2 separate regions of the Bombyx mori genome follow, and region 2 is linked to region 1. A link is a contact called in public Hi-C data. All regions are on one chromosome and are shown on one strand. The core of a region is the stretch at or near the end of the contact, and the rest is flanking DNA. Distances in the headings are between cores, read along the strand shown.

Evidence for each region. A called contact is a pair of places that touch in the nucleus more often than the background predicts.
Region 2: a contact with region 1 is called in a Hi-C map of middle silk gland, with 1.6 times the contacts expected there. The contact joins two enhancer-like sites. A contact is called at or near these places in 2 of 7 Hi-C or Micro-C datasets (middle silk gland and whole pupa).

The regions. Positions count from the first base shown.
Region 1 is chr11:1,717,661-1,722,618 of ASM3026992v2, forward strand. It overlaps LOC101735722 (segmentation protein cap'n'collar), which reads left to right. Exons shown (of 22, transcript XM_038014016.2): 3 at 10-84; 4 at 439-594; 5 at 1,678-1,723. Among protein-coding and RNA genes, the nearest start is that of Mir3356, 9.4 kb to the right of the region's middle. Within about 2 kb of position 2,476, at least 2 of the 8 cell types and tissues checked have open chromatin away from gene starts, as enhancers often do.
Region 2 is chr11:1,783,247-1,788,054 of ASM3026992v2, forward strand. It overlaps LOC101735722 (segmentation protein cap'n'collar), which reads left to right. Exons shown (of 22, transcript XM_038014016.2): 9 at 538-683; 10 at 1,406-1,488; 11 at 2,140-2,242. Among protein-coding and RNA genes, the nearest start is that of LOC101735854, 51 kb to the right of the region's middle. Within about 2 kb of position 2,260, at least 5 of the 8 cell types and tissues checked have open chromatin away from gene starts, as enhancers often do.

The DNA of each region.
Region 1 (4,958 bases), core at 1,226-3,725:
CTTTCCCAGGACATGGATCTCATCGAGGTGCTCTGGAAGCAGGACGTGGACATGGGATTCTCGCTCGAAGATCCAATACAGCCGGTTAGTACTTATCAGCACTGATGCCACTGCATTAACCTGGTCATTGGAGATTGTGTTCATTGGAGTTTCTCGCCGGATCTCCTCAGTGGGTCACGTTTCCGATCCGGTGGTAGATTCTGCGAAGCATGGTTCTTGCTAGCTCTACTAGCTCGCTGAATCTAGAATAACCCTTCGATGTTACTAGAATAGGTACGAAAAAAAAGGGGAATTTTACTCTTCGTGTTAAGCTGGAACCGTGTTGTAAAATACCGCGTTATATGATGGTTATATCGAAGTGTGATCTTTAAAAATGTTACACAAAATTACTGCTACATCCAAGGCACTTATCTCTTTAATATTTACCTGAACTTTTAGGAAGGTCCGCAAGCCACGAAGGTATTGGGGGAGGAAATCGACAAGGAACTGCTGAAGGCCAAAGATAGGATCCAGAAGAACTATGAAGATGAAGAGCTGAAGAAGGTTGAGATAGAGAAGGTCAAGGCTTCGTTGTTGGATCCCGAAGTCAAAGAGGTGAGTTTTTTTTCCGGCTGCATGCACGAGAAAACATGACTCAGGCGACGTTACCTCGCTCTGAGGCGTTCCATTTAAGGCTTGACGTACAAGCGAGAGCGCGCAACGAGCGACAAAGAGGCACAATCGGCCTCCGCGTTCGGCAGCGTTCGACATCTGTCTCTCTCCTACTTGAGTGAGCGATGCATCCGCGTGGACAGCTGCTATACAATAATACATTTACATATATATCTATCAAACAAATAAAATTAAAATTTTCTTTTGAAAAATGAAACCATTCCATCAGTATTTTCTTATGACTTTGTCACGTTCAACTATCGTCAGTAAACCGACTTTACAGACAACCAATTTTTTTATTGCTTAGGTGGGTGAACGAGCTCAAAGACCACCTGGTGTTAAGTGGTTACTGGAGCGCATAGACATTTACGACGTAAATGCGCCACCCACCTTGAGATATCAGTTCTAAGGTCTCAAGTATAGTTACAGCGGCTGCGCCGCCCTTCAGACCGAAACGCGTTACTGCTTCACGGCAGAAATAGGCGGGGTGGTGGTACCTAGCCGCGCGGACTCACAAGAGGTCCTAGTAAGTTGAGCGGTTCGTTAACGCGAGCTAAACTGTGGTGCGGGGTAGGGCCTTCAGGAGCGTCAGCCACAGTACTCTAAATCAGCCTTTCCCAAAGTGGGCGATAACGCCCTCTTCTGGGCGCTGCAGGCCTAAAGGAGGGCGGTAAGAGACCCAGAAAAAAAAGGAGGCGTTGTGTAGAGGCTTGGGAGGCGATTTGTAATTTCATCTAGGAGGGCTCTTAGAAACCGACTGAGTTCTCGCTATAGTGTTTTTTGAAGTAGGTGAAAAAATGGGAGCGCTAAAAAATTGTTTATTCTCAAAGTGGGCAGTAGAAAAACTAAGTTTGAGAGCCCCTGCTCTAAATGGACTTGTTCCATTGTGACCGCGCGTATACTAGGTCACACTAGGGTAATACGGGTGATACTTGATCTACAAAGACTCTTTTAAGTAAAAATCGCGTCGTTCGATACAAGCATAACGAAGACCAGATCTGATATCGCCTATTATTTTCTCCGTAGGATGATCCCTGGGCTGGCCTATCCTACACCGTCGACACGGAAACCGGTGAGTGATTTATTTGTATTGAATTGAAAATGTATGTTGATGTGGTTATTTTGTATTCATTTTTTTTCCTACCTATGCTGATAGCCTTGTGAGGCTATATCAGCTTCTCCTTGACGTGTAGGTGAGCTCACGGGGCTCAAACCGGGTGTATTGCTAACACTGGCCTTAGCAAGAGCAGTGCTTCGCAGAATCTACGACCGGATTGGAAACGCGACCCACTGAGAAGATCCGGCGAGAAACTCAGTGGGCTGTGTCTATGGGTTCGGTTCGTTGTCATGTGTGATGATGAGTATTAGGTGAATGTGGATATTACTCGAGCATTTGTTCTGACTTCGACTTAACTCGTAGGCGAGCTCACGGGGCTTAGCCTGAGTGAATTTGCCGATACTAGCCTTAGCAAGAGCAGTGCTTCGCTGAATCTACTACTGGATTTGAATCACTGAGAAGATCCGGCGAGAAACTCAGTGGGCTTAGTCTGTTGTTTATTATTTAGCTGAACAAACTGCCCTTCTGTTATATGAAGTGGTAACAGGAGCCCGTAGACATTAGCAACGTAAATGCCTAATAGGCAGAACGGTGGTATCAACCCGAGCGGTCTCTAAATACCCCCTTCCACTCTTCACGACATGAGCCTTAAGTTTAAATTATCACAAGCTAAAACCAGTTTCGTTATATAAATATGTCATACACGGAAACCTCCCCGATTCTCCCCCAACGGTATTAAATAAGGGTTCGGTGCCAGGGGCATTGATAGCGCCAATAAATAAGGGTTCGGTTTATCAGCCTTATGTGTTACAGAGGGGTGGATTCACATGAGGGGCGCTTTCAAGTGGCAAATTTATGTTCCGATATTTTTGTTGCGCTTTTGTGGGTTTTTTTATATGATTGAAAAAGCACTGGTGGCCTGGAGGCCTTCCCTGATTCGGTAGGACGTGTAGGCGAGCAAAAGCTCAGGCAGGAGGGGTGGGATTAGCTAACAGCTGCCCGCCTCCGAAAGAGACCTCAAGAGCAGCTGCTTCGCGAATGAATCTACTACCGGATCGAAACCCAGCTGATGCATAGGTTTGGTTGCACGTCGAACTCTTTACCGAGTTCGGTTACCGCCTTTCCTGGGTGCTTTAGGTGTTGTAAGTCTGTAATAGCAACAGTCTCTCCCACTTTATACTGGTGGTAGGACCTCTTGTGAGTCCGCACTTGTAGGTACCACCACCCTGCCTATTTCTGCCGTGAAACAGTAATGCGTTTCGGTTGGAAGGGTGGGGCAGCCGTTGTAACTGTACTTGAGACCTTAGAACTTGTATCTCAAGGTGGGTGGCGCATTTACGTCGTAGATGTCTATGGGCTCTAGTAACCACTTAACACCAGGTAGGCTGTAAGCTCGACCAACTATCTAAGCAATAAATAAATAAATAAGTGGATGCGGTAGATGACTGAGGGAGTCATGGGAGATTGGACAGCCGGTTTCTCTGAGCATTAAACCAGTGCGCTGCGATCATTTCCTAGTGGTAAATGGTAAGTAGTATTGTAAAATCGCTGTGTACTGGCGGCAGTCAATCTGGTTTCGAAGCATTGGTGCAGTCGTGGTTCGTGCAGTCAGACTTAGACTCCTGTCTCGTGCTGAGTCGTGGCATGCACCTTGATGACTTCAGCTGCCACTTGAAGCTTTTTTTTTTATGGCTTAGATGGGTGGACGAGCTCACAGCCCACCTGGTGTTAAGTGGTTACTGGAGCCCATAGACATCTGGCTGAATCATTAGCTAGTACACGATACAAATACGGTTAGACGGAATGACGCGAATGATGGGAAGCCCGGTGAAGCGCGAGGGGTTTAAGTACGGAATCATATCTCCTACTCTACCTCACCAAAACCAAAAGAACCATCAAATTATAGTTTCACCTCGTACGATACTTTCGATGGCTTACCGTCGGACGGTCCGCGAGCCACTAAGCAGCAGCCTAAAGCATGTTCTTAAAAAACAAAAGACCGTATATTTTTAAGGGTATGTTGGAGCCAAAGTTGCTTCGTCATCTTCATAATGGTGCGCCCGAGGGGGGCAGGCAGAGACGCCCCCGGGGAATCGAAACAAACGTTCGGCTGCATTTGAAGTCCAAATTGTAACGGACGCACAGACATTAATATTAAAATTCGATTATTTCTTAGTAAAAAAATTTTCTCTCTTAGAATACGTTTTTATGTTCCGTTTTGTGACTGATGTGTGAACGAAGCCTCATAAAAAAAAATATTGCCCTAGTAGGCAAACGAGCGTACGGCCCACCTGATGGTGAGTGGTTAACGTCGCCCATGGACTTCAGCAATGCTAGGGGCAGAGACAAGCTGCTGCAAATTGCCGCGATAATTCCTACGTTCGCAGCTAAATATTTCTTGATTCGCCAATCTAATCGGTACATACACATTGATAATAAGGATTCCAATATGTAGGGCTTCAAATTATTATTATTATTATTTTTATTGCCTTTGTAGGCAGACGAGCGTACGGCCCACCTGATGGTAAGTGGTTACCGTCGCCCATGGACTTCAGCAATTCCAGGAGCAGAGCCAAGCCGCTGCCTACTGCTTAATACTCTCCACAAGCCTCGTTTGAAGAAGGACATGTCATAGCGTTCGGGAAGCACCGAATATCTTTGTCAACGCGTCGTCAAATGAATTAATAACAAAGTAAAATAGACCTTATTACAACTGTTTCTGAAGTATGTTTTTATATTGTCACGTACGGAACGTATCGCCTATAATCCCATATATGTAAATGACCATTCCACATTCACGTGTTTCTGTATTCGCGGCGTATTTACGGAACATATAACCAAGCGAATAAGCAGCTTTTATTATATTTTAGAGAGAGAGAGAGAGATAGAGAATATATTTACTTTATTGCAAATCAAAACACAATTAACATTAGAAAACAGTCAACAAGCAAATACTTAATGGTGGTGGGACCTCTTGTGAGTCCGCGCGGTTGGGTGCCACCACCCTGCCTATTTCTGCCGTGAAGCAGTAATGCGTTTCGGTTTGAAGGGTGGGGCAGCCGTTGTAACTATACTTGAGACCTTAGAACTTATATCTCAAGGTGGGTGGCGCATTTACGTTGTGGATATCTATGGGCTCCAGTAACCACTTAACACCAGGTGGGCTGTGAGCTCGTCCACCCATATAAGCAATAAAAAAAATTAAAAAAAATACATTTGTACAATAGGCGGTATTATCGGTAAAAGCGAT
Region 2 (4,808 bases), core at 1,010-3,509, 65 kb after region 1:
CAAACCGAAACGCATTACTGCGTAACGGCAACAATAGGTCGGGTGGTGGCACCTACCCGTGCGGACTAACAAGAAACTCTATCATCAATCCAATTTCAACATAACAATCCTTCGGGCGCTATAACGGTTGCCGTGGCTATCGTACGAAACTCCTCATCATAGATTCGATCGCGTGGGGATGGATACCAACAAACATTACCTTCGCCATTGTCTTTCTCGTGACTGGACGAGACAGACCTGATTTCGCCAGGTCAATAACCACCTACAAACATTACCTTTGCCATTGCCTTTCTCGTGATTGGACAAAACAGACCTCATTTCGCCAGGTCAATAACTACCTACAAACATTACCTTCGACATTGCCTTTCTCGTGACTGGACGAGACAGACTTAGACCTCATTTCTCCAGGTCAATAACCACTTTGCACCGGGCGATGTCCTCAAAAACCATATTACACCAGTGGGGATGGCGAGGTTCGGTCCCTGGGGAACTCAATATCACATGTATCTGTGTAAACATCTGAGAGTTACATTACAGCGCCCATGGAGCGGCCGGCTATGCTCCGAACTACCACGGACCTCACGGACCCCACGGACCTCACGGACCTCACGCTGCTCACGTGCCGCACGCGCCGCACGCACCCCTCCCGGCTCCGGTGGCCGATAAACATCCGGATGCGTACGGTAAGTTGCTGATGGTGAGTCATGTCGGAACATTGTTACTGCAGAGGATTCTCTCTTCGTTTTTAGAAGGGTGAGTCAAAGTTTAGAGGATTTCATTCTAGATTTAAAACGTGTTTTTTTTTGTTGCATAGATAGGTGGACGAGCTCACAGCCCACCTGGTGTTAAGTAGTTACTGGAGCCCATAGACATCTACGACGTAAATGCACCACCCACTTGAGATATAAGTTCTGAGGTCTCAGTATAGTTACAACGGCTGTCCCACCCTTCAAACCGAAACGCATTACTGCTTCACGACAGAAATAGGCGGGGCGGTGGTGCCTATCCGTGCGGACTCACAAGAGGTCCTACCACCAGTTTTTTGTATTGGTGGTAGGACCTCTAGACCTTTAGGTGGTAGACTGGCTTATGACAGCGCTAACAATGACTCTGCCTTGACGAGGGAAAGTGTGGTAGAAAGATGGTCCTACTCTTATTGTTAGCAAAGGATCATCCATGCTACCCGACGGGGACCGGGGTACCCGGGGACGACGTCCCCCACCCCTAGTATTGAGTGGTAGCCCGAGCCCATAGACATCTACGACGTAAATGCCACCACCCACCTCGAGACGGAAGCTCTAAGGTCACATTTTACAGTACACCATTAGGTCCACCCTTCAAAGTCAGGCACATGAGCCCTTTGCAGAAATACAAAAAAAAAGTTTTTTTTTTCTTTGATTCCCAGTAGGGGCAACTGCTCCCATAGAAGGGGGGTACAAAGTTGAGAGTACTCATCCCTCGCAACAGCAGGATGGAGTTTATTATCAGGTAACGAGAATATAATTATAATTATATATATGTATAGACTAGCTGACCCGGCAAACGTTGTTTTGCGACATAAATTATTTCTAGGAAAGATAAATAACCTAGATATCGACTGCAGCGCCGTCTGACGGCTGATCTTTAAATCTAAACCATTCTCGAATCCACCTGAAGGTACACAGAAAATTTCATTCAAATTTACAATAAAATAATTTTTTCTTGCACTTTTTTCAATTCAAATTTATTATTATTTATTTTCTATTTTCTAATTGGATTTTCTATAAAAGCGTATTTTGTTAGTTTTTTTTAAACTATTATTTATATTTAATTTTTTAGTTGAATTTAAATTTTTTCAATATTGAATTGTCATCGATCTCTAATAAGTATACCAAATTTCGAGTTAATCCGACGTTTTTAAGGGGCTCAAAATCATGCTCCAAGATTCCGTTACATACTACTAACATACATACGTCTCAAGCTAATAAAAGCGTATTAAAAAACACAATCGAGTGCCTCTTTTTTTTTAAATCGGTCCAGAAAAATATCCGCAAAATTCGTAAATAGATGACGGTCCTTATTGGTGTCAGCAGGAGGATCAGATGGGGTCATGGGGGGATCCGCTGCGAGAGAAACCCTGATAACTTCGCTTGGTTTCAGAACACGCCCGCCGAGATGCCGGGGCCAGTCAACCAGGACGGCTTCCTCCAGTCGATCCTCAACGACGAGGACCTGCAGCTGATGGATATGGCGATGAACGAAGGTCAGGCAACTTGCACTTTTATTGCTTATTGCATAGATGGTTGGACGAGCTCACAGCCCACCTGGTGTTAAGTGGTTACTGGAGCCCATAGACATCTACGACGTAAACGCGCCACCCACCTTGAGGTATAAGTTCTCAGTATAGTTACAACGGCTGCCCCGCCCTTCAAACCGAAACGCATTACTGCTTCACGGCAGAAATAGGCAGGGCGGTGGTACCTACCCGTGCGGACTCACAAGAGTTTCTACTATCAGTATAGATACAATGTTTGCCCGATGCGAGAATCGAACTAACGACCCACGACGCGTCAACAGTTAAACCATTAACTAATGCACCACCGTATCAATCATAGTGAATTAGATTTTAAAAATCCAAAATCAACTTTCTTGGCGCTGATGAAGAATTAATTTTTTAGACTGAATGCGCCATCTAGCACAAAAGACCAGAAACGTGTCTCACGTTTTAGGTTGGCGACGTATAGATGGCGCCAATATATAAAATACAATATCGATTCGGGCTTCCACTATTTGGTCACAGATGGCGCTGTCGTCAAAATGTCAACAGCGAACGGTTTCAATAACTTTATTAATTTGTATGTATCTTTTTGGTTTAATACGGTTAGTGTTTTTTTTATGTTAATTTTGTTGGACTCGTCTGATGTTACAAAAAGATATATGAATGTGATTAAATCTACATTTTTTTTTTCTCTGATTAGTAGTTACACCGCACCGAAAGTTTTACGCGGCAAAATTGAAAACGTTCCGAACGCCATTTTGGCACGATACGTTAAATATTGTAGGAAATTATTTTCATCTATTTTACAGAAATTCCTTAATGATTTTTGAAGAAAAATAAATTTGTACCTTATAAAAGGCTTTAATTTAAAAAAAAAGACGTGTGGCACTCGGGGACTGCCGCGGTAAAGCTATTGCAAAGCATTTTTATCAACTTATGCAATTACAATTAGACAATAATAATTTAATATTAAAACAATAATAAAAATAAGACCACGCTATATTTATAAACATTAACAAAAGCAAAACATTAACTGTCCCCTTCACACTCATAAGCTAGACCGCGCGAGAGAGAGATGGGCAGACTTTTCATGATGCTCATGCAGTGCGACGTCACGCCGCGCGCTTATTCACAAACACTACACCAGCGCAACGTGTGAATTTGTTGATCGCGACCTACATAGTAGGCGTAGTGGGGGTGTCAGGTTATTTACGTTACGGAATTTCTCGATTCAGTCGCCGCGCTCAAGGCCCGCGATAGAAGCTATAGCTTAAAAATCAACGCTAAATTATTCATAGCGAAATAAAATTTAAATGATTAATTATAAATGTTACTATTAACTCATTAAAAACGTTATACGCTCTAAGACACCTTCTCGCCTGATCTCCTCAGGCGCTTTCCGATCCGGTGGTAGATTCTGCTCTTGCTAGGGTCAGTTTTAGCACCACTCCGGTTTGAGCCCCGTGAGCTCACCTTCACACGTTAGGGTGAAGGTGAAATAGCCTCTCAAGGCTATCAGCATAGAGAGAAATAAAGAAACGTCCGTACAGGTTGATACTTAATACCTCTAATCGAACTGGGCAATAGTCAGTATTCCGACGCTCCGCATTTTAGTGGCATCAATAGGGAGTCGATTTATCGACGCTTCGGAATTTCTTTACGACACTATCGAATGTTCTGTGCGTAGGTAATGACAATGAAAAAAATAAATTATTTTATTTATTAATCTCGATAATTCGACCCCGGAAACATTAAAGTCGATTGTGTTTTACGCTGAATTCTTTTAGATAAGGGTCCGCTTTTTTTCGTTTTTATCTTGTACCAAAAGATAAATTAAATTCAAAATTGCACATTGATTTTTTAATCCTTTTTAATTATAATGATATTATTATCGTCGGGCCTTGATACATCGTTTTTTTATTTATTTTACATTTGTTTATTAGACTATGTAGCTAGCTCACGGCCCGCCTCGCATTAAGCGGTTACCAGTATCCATAGACTTATGCCGCCTTCCGACTTGACACATTATATCTAAGTCACAATTATTATTTGGTACTAGCTGACCCGGCAGACTTCGTAGTGCCTCAATCGATAAATAAAAGACCTAAACTTTTGTATAAAATAAACATAAAACAAACAAAAGGAATCCGTCCGACGGGGGACACATCAAAGGGAAAACAAAATTGTTATTTTTATTTCATTCCGTGCATTTTGATATTTATCTACCTTTTAAACCTTCTCTGGACTTCCAGAAATAATTCAACACCAAAATTAGCCAAATCGGTCCAGCCGTTCTCGAGTTTTAGCGAGACTAACGAACAGCAATTCATTTTTATATTATAGATAATTTATATGGAGGGGTGAAAGGGTATTTGGTTTAAGTGACTTTTTGTAACTCACTTACTTACTTTACTTTTTGTAACTGACATGTCCTTCTTCAAACGAGACTTGTGGAGAGTATTAAGCGGTAGGCAGCAGCTTGGCTCTGCCCCTGGCATTGCTGAAGTCCATGGGCAACGGTAACCACTCATCATCAGGTGGCTCGTCTGCC